Regions from separate parts of the Hordeum vulgare genome. Here region 1 is linked to region 2. A link is a contact called in public Hi-C data. All regions are on one chromosome and are shown on one strand. Each heading gives the region's core, a stretch centred on a gene start, on an enhancer-like site or on the middle of the called end of the contact. The rest is flanking DNA. Distances are from core to core; before and after follow the strand shown. Region 1 holds the start of LOC123426533. Region 2 holds the start of LOC123430203.

Region 1 (4,318 bases), core at 746-3,245, 900 kb after region 2:
GGGATGCAACTCGTCATGTCATCGGTTGTAGAAAAATGAAACACCTGTTGTAGCAAAAATCGCGACGTCATGTACGATGTAGCAAAATGCGACGCCGATGTTAATAAAATGCGGTATCGGTTGTAGCAAATTTGGACACCAGTTGTAGCAAATTTGGACACTGGTTTGTAGCAAATTTTGACACCCATTGTAACAAAAATGATGATGTCTGTGGTGCCCGTGGTGACCATGCAGCTCCACTGGACCGTTGTTACAGCTCTTCCTAGACACATAGTTGAGCGGTAGCGCCGGCGATAGCGAGCTTGCATGGACTAGTGCAGGCGCAAGGGGAGGTCGTCCATGGCCATGACTCGCGATCGAAGTGGGAAGGGGACGAGGAAGATGCGAATCTCGGATGGGGGAGCGCGAGTTGTTGGTTCGTCAGGTCACGCCTGATCCAACAATTCCCGTGCGACCGGCCGGACGCTCGCCGACCCGCCGGATCAAAACTTTTCCCATGAAAGAAAGACACAAAATGCCTTTTACTCCACAGTTGCTAAATGAGTATACCCCATTCGGCGCTTCACACATCTATTACTGTACATTTTGCAAACGGGCTCTCAAGCCCTTCAAATTGGGTCGGTCTGTTTAGCTATTGTTCCATTTATTTTTTTACCTTTTTTTCTTTTTTACTTCTATTTGATGAAGTTTTTTCAAAATTGGTGATGATTTTCGAAAACATGATTTTTTTTAAATTTATAACTTTTATAGAATTTTATGAACGTTTTAAAATCGATGAACATTTTTAAAATCAATAAATTTTACAAAAAGTTTTGCAAAATCATAGATTTTTATTCAAATTCCATGAATATTTTTCAAAATTGATTATTTTTGACAAATTACGATTCTTTTATTAATTATTTTTTCCAAAATTCAGGAACTTCTTTCAATTTACAATTTTTTGTTGCTTTTTGTCAATTTTTCCTGTTTTGTATCGTATTTTTTGCTCAAATCTGAACGTGTACATAGGCCGGACCACTAGCGCCGGCGCGTGAAGCGCCGAATAGGCAGGGCAACTCCATGTCTCGCCTTCAACGGGAGGGGTAGGAACAATCACTAAAACGTGAACGAGATCGGTCGGACCAAGAAGGCGAGAGGCCACGACCTTCTTTCTTTTATGGTTTCGTTTCATTTTTTATTAACTTTTTCATTTTTATCTAACATATTGTAAATATATGTATATATCAAAAAACAATCGATAAAATGCATTTGAAAAATGTTGATCAATCATTTTTAAAATGTTAATTGTGTATAGGAAAATGTTTATCACGTATACAAAAATATGTTAAAAATGCATATGAAAATTTGGTCATGTATTAAAAAATGTTAATCAAACATTTGAAATTTTTGAAAAACTATTTGAAATTTGTTGGTAAAACGTTTGTAAATTATTATATGTGTGTAGAAAAAAATGTTGATCATATATTCGGAAAATGATTTATTTCCTATATGATGTAAATAAAATTGTTAATTGAGCATTTGAAAAAACGTTGAATAAGTATTTGAAAATATTAAATCTGTTTAGAAAAAATGTAGACCTTGTTTTATATAAATTATGGCATTTTTATCATGTATTTAAAAATGATAGTCAAACATTTGAATAAAATGTTGAACAAGTATTTTTAAAATGATGATCAGGCATTTGATAAATGTTATATGTGTATAGATGTTTTTTACTATTTTTTATTTTCAAACTGTTAATCAAGCGTTTTTTTAAAATAGAAAAAAGTGTTGACCATGTATTCAAAAAAAATATTAATCTTGTATTTAAAAACAGTTAAAGCTCTCCTCTTTCTTCTATTTTTCGGCTATTGTACATGAAATGGGCCGGTCCGACAACTGTAGCTGATTCAGCGAGACATCCTATTGTCTCGCTCAAGGCGAGATATAGTCGCCGGGGAATAGGAGATCCTGACACGGAACGAAAAGCCGCAGAGAAAAATAAATGAAAGATTTAACGGCTCATCGGCCTTCCACGAAAAAAGGAGTACTCCGGCTGCAGACGCAAACCCAAACCAAGCGAAAAATATCCACTGAATCTCTCTCGCTGCTCGCGGCCGCGGCGACCGGAGTAAAGAAGGAATCGAAGGCGACGATGGCGTGCCGAGCCCTCGCGCTCCGCTCCTTGCTGCTCCCCGAACCCCTCCACCACCTGAGCCTCCGCGCCGCCGCGTCGGCCCCGGCGGCGCAGTTTCCTTGTTGCGGCCGCCGCCGTCGCCGCAACCTTCGCTGCTGCTCCAGCTCCAGCTCTAGTGGGAGCGGGTCCGGGGAGCAGGGACAGCCACCGCAGGAGGCCGTGCTCGAGGCCATCTCAAGTGAGAGCTGCCCCATGCCTACCTTCTCATCTCGTTCCTCTACCTTTTGCTTAGTTAATGGCTTGCTGGCTCGTGGCTGTCGTCGTTTCCGTGTTCACGGGCCAAGATCGGAGTTGGATGCCGGGGATTGTTTGTGTGATTGTTATATTCCCGGGGCTGATGGAAGTAGACGACGACTGGGGGTTGTTCTTTGGAATTGGATGGATTCATGTCAGTGACTTGGTTTGATATGCTAACAATTATCTGCCCTAGTTTTTCCAGTGGTTTACTTAATACTGTATTTGCTTGGGACGAGAGAATACGGGCATGCCTTCTAGAGCATCTCTTTATTTATTAAATTAATTATTGTCTTTTGATGTGATAATTTCGGATGCATTATTGATACATTGGATAGTCGTTACCCCACCATGCATGATGCGATGCAGATAGAGTGATAACGTTTACGTTGTATGCTATTTTCCACAAACAAGGATGTGTCAATACCATAAGTATATAGGCATTTCAGTTGATAAAATAGATATAATGTATGACCAAACGAGACATATGCCTGGACAGTGGACAAAAAAATCAGAGATCAACTTCACACTCAGTACAGAACAGATCAGCAAGAGGCACCAGTGTTGGTGTACCCTTGATTCCACGAGAGGCGGCAGTGGCATGACACCATCATATTCATCGCCATCCTGGTTGAAAGAGAGGGGGGGGGGGGGAGGGGGTACGAGGGAGAGCGCTGCCATCGGTTTGGCTTGAGTACGGAGGTGGCGTCAGTAGCAGGTGGAACAATCGCGTACTGTTGGGAGGGACGGAGGGATGAGTCGGTGGCAGGAGGAGGGAGAAGGAGGCTGCATGGCACGCTTGAGTGTGGAGGAGAAGACATCTGGTGGAGTCAACCAAAGAGAAGAGCAGGACATATTATGTCTTGTATGGGATTGGGTTGTTTGTGTGTTCCGATTTGAGTGATTTTAGGTCTGGAAGTTTCAAGGAAATTCGTACTTAGTTTGGAAATTTCAATTCACTGATATAGTACTGTGCCCGTATCAGACTATCAGGCACATATTACAATTCAGTGCAATGGTTTGTTATTTGTCATCCATGTGGTACCTCATGATTGTTACGAAGTGTTTACATTGAACCCAAAAAGGAGGATAACTTCATTAGTGGAATAGTGGCACCAAGTAAACTTTGACAGTCTACAGAATAATAAGATATAGAGGTTTACTGTTTTTCCCAGATTATACAAGGGCATGGCTGGCACCAGAATCAAATTGATAAGTTCAAATGGCACTGTCTTCTATTCATTAAGTCTATGAATGGTCACATTTTCAGTTTACACAATAGGCCACTGTATGCAGTGGCGGAGCGTGGTCGAAGTACAAGAGGGGGTCAACTCCATATAAAAACACATAACAATATGCATGAAAAAGTACAGGACAGCTTGCCGGAGTTGCGGAGTACTACTCCAAACCTTCAACCAAGACGAAGGGGATTGACTGATTGAGGACCAGAGGAGGTTAGACGGACGGAGGAGTTCGTGGTTGTAGATCGTAGACGGCTGGTCGGGGACGGCAGGTCGCATGCCTGGAGCCTGGTCGTGGTCGAGTCCTGGAGTAGCAGAGGATTGGGGGATGCTGGCTGGAGGCGGATGATTCACGTCTCACGTGCGTGACCACGTGAGAACATTGCTCGATTCCATTTCAAGCCTGCTGCTGGGCTTTACCTCTGAATGGCTGGGCTAAACCACTGAACATACCTAGTATTTTTTTTTTGCAATTTCGGAAGGGGGGGCCATGACCCAGTTTCGCCTCCACTACGCTCCGCCGGTGACTGTATGTGGCTACATTGCATACTAGGATCACTGAGATAAATCTTTTCCCTTGCTGTTTGCTTCTCAAGGGTAGTTTTCAGTGATCCCACAGTTGTGTCTTGATTATGAGTTACTAATGTTGTACCTTGTTTTAGTTCAT
Region 2 (4,294 bases), core at 1,272-3,771:
AAAATTCTTGAAAATTTTGAGGGTAGTAGGATAGTGTCTCCGCAAAATTTGTCATCACAATTTATCAATGATGACGAGGACAGTGTCTCAACAAACTTACGTACAGGGACCCAATAACTTGCGTATAAATTTTCTGGTAACTTTGACTCACGGTGAAAAATATATTAAAACATGTGCTCCTTAATTTATGCGTAAATAGCATGATAACTTTTGCATGAAAACCTGCTTATTTAGGTACACAATGCGATAACTTTGACCCAAAGGAAAAAGTTGTTAAAACTGTACCCTCATAACTATTATGTAAATATCATAATGATAACTTAAGTACTAAGGCCGTGATAACTTAAACCTTGAGAAAAAATTATTAAAAAATATAATCTTAATACTTTTACGTAAATATCATGGTAATATAAACACGCATACGCAATAACTTAGAAAAAAACATTAAGCGTGCATGCAAATCACTCGTTCGGGTCTGTTGCTATAATGAAAACATTTGGCAGTTATTTAAGACCAATACAACTTTCCACATTCTACGTTTCTCATTAACTATGCTCAAGTCACAAAGTTGAAAATAGGGCTGTCACCTTTGTACAATTCACAACAAAGCATCCTAGAAGTTGTTTCGTACATGGAAAACTGTTTTTTAAGTACAATTAAAATCATTTACATAGACGAGCGTACACTCATTTTTATAAATGTAGACATGCATACCTTATCCCTATGAGACTTTCCAAAGACTAAGCCGACACATCATCTTGAAATTGACGAAGTCGTCACTGACACCTTCATTATCGACGGGAATGTCTCCTTTCACTAAAAGCACATCGCCGAAAGATCTGCAATAAATTCAGAAAACACAAACACCAACATTAAATTTAAAACTTAAATTTTGATGGACAGGAAATACCGCGGTCCTTTTAACCATCCAACAATGGATTGGGAAAACTGTTTTGCAACGTAGCCATCAGCTTTAAAAAGTGTTCCTCCACGACCGATCCAAGTTTATCTTGAGGAATAAATAACGCGGTTGCTGGGAAATTTCCGGGGCAAATTGCGAGCCACTGCAGTGCAGAGTGCAGACCAGCAGGGGCGGCCACAGGCAGTAATAAAGGATGGAAAGCGACGCTGCCGACTTTGCCTCCCCCACACCAATAATCGCTCTCTCAGTTCAAAAAAAAAATCGCTCTCTAATTAATCACTCTCCTCACTAATGCCCTGTTTGGTTTCAAATAAATCACCAACTTATAAGTTGAAAAATGCAAAAAGTGATTTATTTTGTCAAACAGACCCAAGTCACCCCAACTTATAAGTCATAAGTTGCTTCACCCCAACTTAAAACTTATAAGTCACCCACTTTTACATGAAAATGTGTGGTCAGGTGACTTATAAGTCAGATGACAACCAAACAGGCGTGACTTATAAGTCACTGGTTTTAAGTCACCTGACTTATAAGGCCCTGTTTGGTTCCAAATAAGTCACCAACTTATAAGTTAAAAAGTGCAAAAAGTGACTTATTTTACCAAACAGGTTCAACTTATAAGTCACCCCAACTTATAAGTCATAAGTTGCTCCACCCAACTTAAAATTTATAAGTCACTTGCTTTTGGGTGGGTCCCACTACTTTTTCAGCCAGCCCACCGTCCCGTCTGCCCCGTCCCAGCAGCGCCCCGCCGCGCCCCGCCAGCCGGCCGCCGCGCCCTGCCCCGCCCCAGCCGGCTGCAGCACCGCCCCGCCGGCCGTCGCGCCCCGCCCCGCCGGCTGCACCACCTCGCCCCGCCCGCCGGCTGCCGCGCCCCGCCGGCTGCAGCACCGCGCCCCGCCCCGCCGCCGCGCCCCGCCGGCTGCAGCACCCCGCCCCGCGGCTGCAGCGCCCCGCCGCGCCCGCCGGCCGCCGCGCCCCGCCGGTTGCAGCACCCCGCCCCGCCCCGCCCGCCGGCCGCCGCGCCCCGCCGGCTGCAGCACCCCGCCCGCCGGCCGCCGCGCCCCGCCGGCTGCAGCACCCCGCCCCGCCCGCCGGCTGCAGCACCCCGCCCCGCCCCGCGGCTGCAGCGCCCCGCCCCGCCCGCCGGCCGCCGCGCCGCGCCCCACCCCGTCCCGCCGGCTGCAGCACCGCCTCTGCTCGTCCAAGAAGGACGCCGTCGTCTGGCTCGACGCCTGCATGCTCCGCTACTCCGGCGAGCCGTTCTTCGGCGAGGTCGACGACGACCACAGCGCCGTCGTGCCGGACGGCGTCCAGAGCGCGACGAGGTCTGTCCAGTTCGACAATAAGGTCGTCGGTGTGGTCAGGTGACTTATAAGTCAGGTGACAACCAAACAAGGGTGACTTATAAGTCACTGGTTTTAAGTCACCTGACTTATAAGTCACGTGACTTATTGAAACCAAACAGGGTCTAAATCACTTGACTTATTGGAACCAAACACGGCCTAATTAATTTTGCTTACCCCACCCACCATGACCGCGCTGATTGACGAGGCGGCCTCTATAAATCCCGGTCTCCCTCTCGCTCGCTTACTGCCTTCCTTCCTAGCGTGCGTGTTCCGTTCACCAATCGCCTACCTCTCTTTCTCTCTCTCTCTCCGATCTATCGGGGGTTTCATCAGGAGGATCTAGCACGCGCCGGAGATGGTGGCGCCGATCGCGGTGGCGTCGGCGGGGCTGGGGATGCTGGCGGGCGTGGCCATGGCCAACAGGTCCATGCAGGAGGGGAGGCCCGCGGCGGCGGTGCGGTGGCCGCTGCTGCAGAAGCCGCGATGCGCCACATGCAGCGGGACGGGGAGGGTGGAGTGCCTGTGCTCCCGGTGGTCCGACGGGGACGGCTCAGGCTGCCGAACCTGCGCGGGCACCCGGAGGATGCCTTGCCGGAGCTGCGGCGGGTCCGGGACCGGACGCCGGGCGCCCGTGCGGATCGCCACCGCCTCCGCCACGCCACTCCGGCCACGGGCGAGCACGCGGTGATCGGCTCAGCTCGCGATCCGCGGCCGTGCGTGCGGCTCGATTTTGTTTTCTCGAGTTAGAAGTAGTATCTGTAACATGTTATAGAACAGATCAACAGAATAGGGGTTTGATAGAATATAGCAAGTGAATTATTAGTAATGATTCCTGCCGGCGTCTTGCTGTTGACTGAATCGAGCCTTGTCGGGATGAATATCTGCGCCTGAATATCTCGTGACTTCGGGTGGATGAGTTTCCAGGGAATTGCTGTGCTGAAATAATTTTTACGATCAAGGAATGTGTTCTAGCCAGTGTTGCAAGTTTTGCAGAGCGCTACCAGTCCTAAAACTTGCAGAGGATGAGCTTGACACACGCCAAACCAGTACTCTGACCGATCATCCCAAGCCAGTGGCGTCCGCTATACGTTCCCCCGGAGATCTTTTCCAATATGCCTGAGGTCCACAGTGCTATGTGTTGGCGCCTGGAGCCACAAGAATTCCCCCCTTTCACCGTTCAGAACGCTTGAATTTTCTCCTTTACTGCGTACAAGTAGTACTGACAACATCCCAGACATCGACATGTTTGAATTAGCCGGTGAATGGTGTGCAATCTTTAATAAGTAGGGTGGCACATCTTTGAGCTGTTGCACCACTGAAACCGACCAGCAACCGCATGCTCACCTGTCAATTGCGCCCACGGTTCCATAACACAATTGTCTGCCGCCAAATCAGACGGTTCTCTGCCTAGTCCTTCTCCATCCAAATTAATGGCAACACCCGCAATTTGTTTTGCCAACACATGTCACTTTAAGATTTCTATTTGAAATCTGTATATGTTCCCGACTGTTCAGTAGACTCTAGTGATCATTTTATAATACCCTCAAACGCAAAGATGGGAGCTGAGCTAGGTTATTAGGTGAAGACGTGAAGCGCAATATCGAATGGAATGGACCAAGTCATGCTGGAGCTCCTCTGAAATGGTCAATATATTATGCAGTTGCGATAAGCATGGGGGCAGTACGTTTTTCTTTTTTTTTCCTATCATTTTTTTGAGATACTATTAAGGAGGACCTGCTCAATCTCTTTTGGGATTTTGACAATGACCAATATAATACTATAAGCTGGGCGGACCAGTACGAAGGAAGCTCATTATTTTTGCACTTGCAACCCTGTTGATTCTCAAGACTCTCACTAGTTACTCCCCAAGGAAGGATGTATATTTGGGTATTGATTTTGTTGAGGTTTTTTGATTTCAGGAGCATGGAAATGTGAGAGATTTAGAGCCTCGCATCTCTGCCTCTGAGTAGGTGAATCTTTTTAAATGGGAGGATATTAAGGCGGCATGCCTCTCTCTTGATAG

What was found. A called contact is a pair of places that touch in the nucleus more often than the background predicts.
Region 1: a contact with region 2 is called in a Hi-C map of seedling, with 3 times the contacts expected there. The contact joins the promoter of LOC123426533 here to the promoter of LOC123430203 in region 2. A contact is called at or near these places in 2 of 6 Hi-C or Micro-C datasets (leaf and seedling).

What each region holds. Positions count from the first base shown.
Region 1 is chr2H:432,020,080-432,024,397 of MorexV3_pseudomolecules_assembly, forward strand. It overlaps LOC123426533, which reads left to right and starts at 1,996. Exons shown (of 6, transcript XR_006622261.1): 1 at 1,996-2,354.
Region 2 is chr2H:431,124,243-431,128,536 of MorexV3_pseudomolecules_assembly, forward strand. LOC123430203 reads left to right here and starts at 2,522. Exons shown (of 1, transcript XM_045114091.1): 1 at 2,522-3,229. The coding sequence starts at 2,627. The coding sequence ends at 2,959.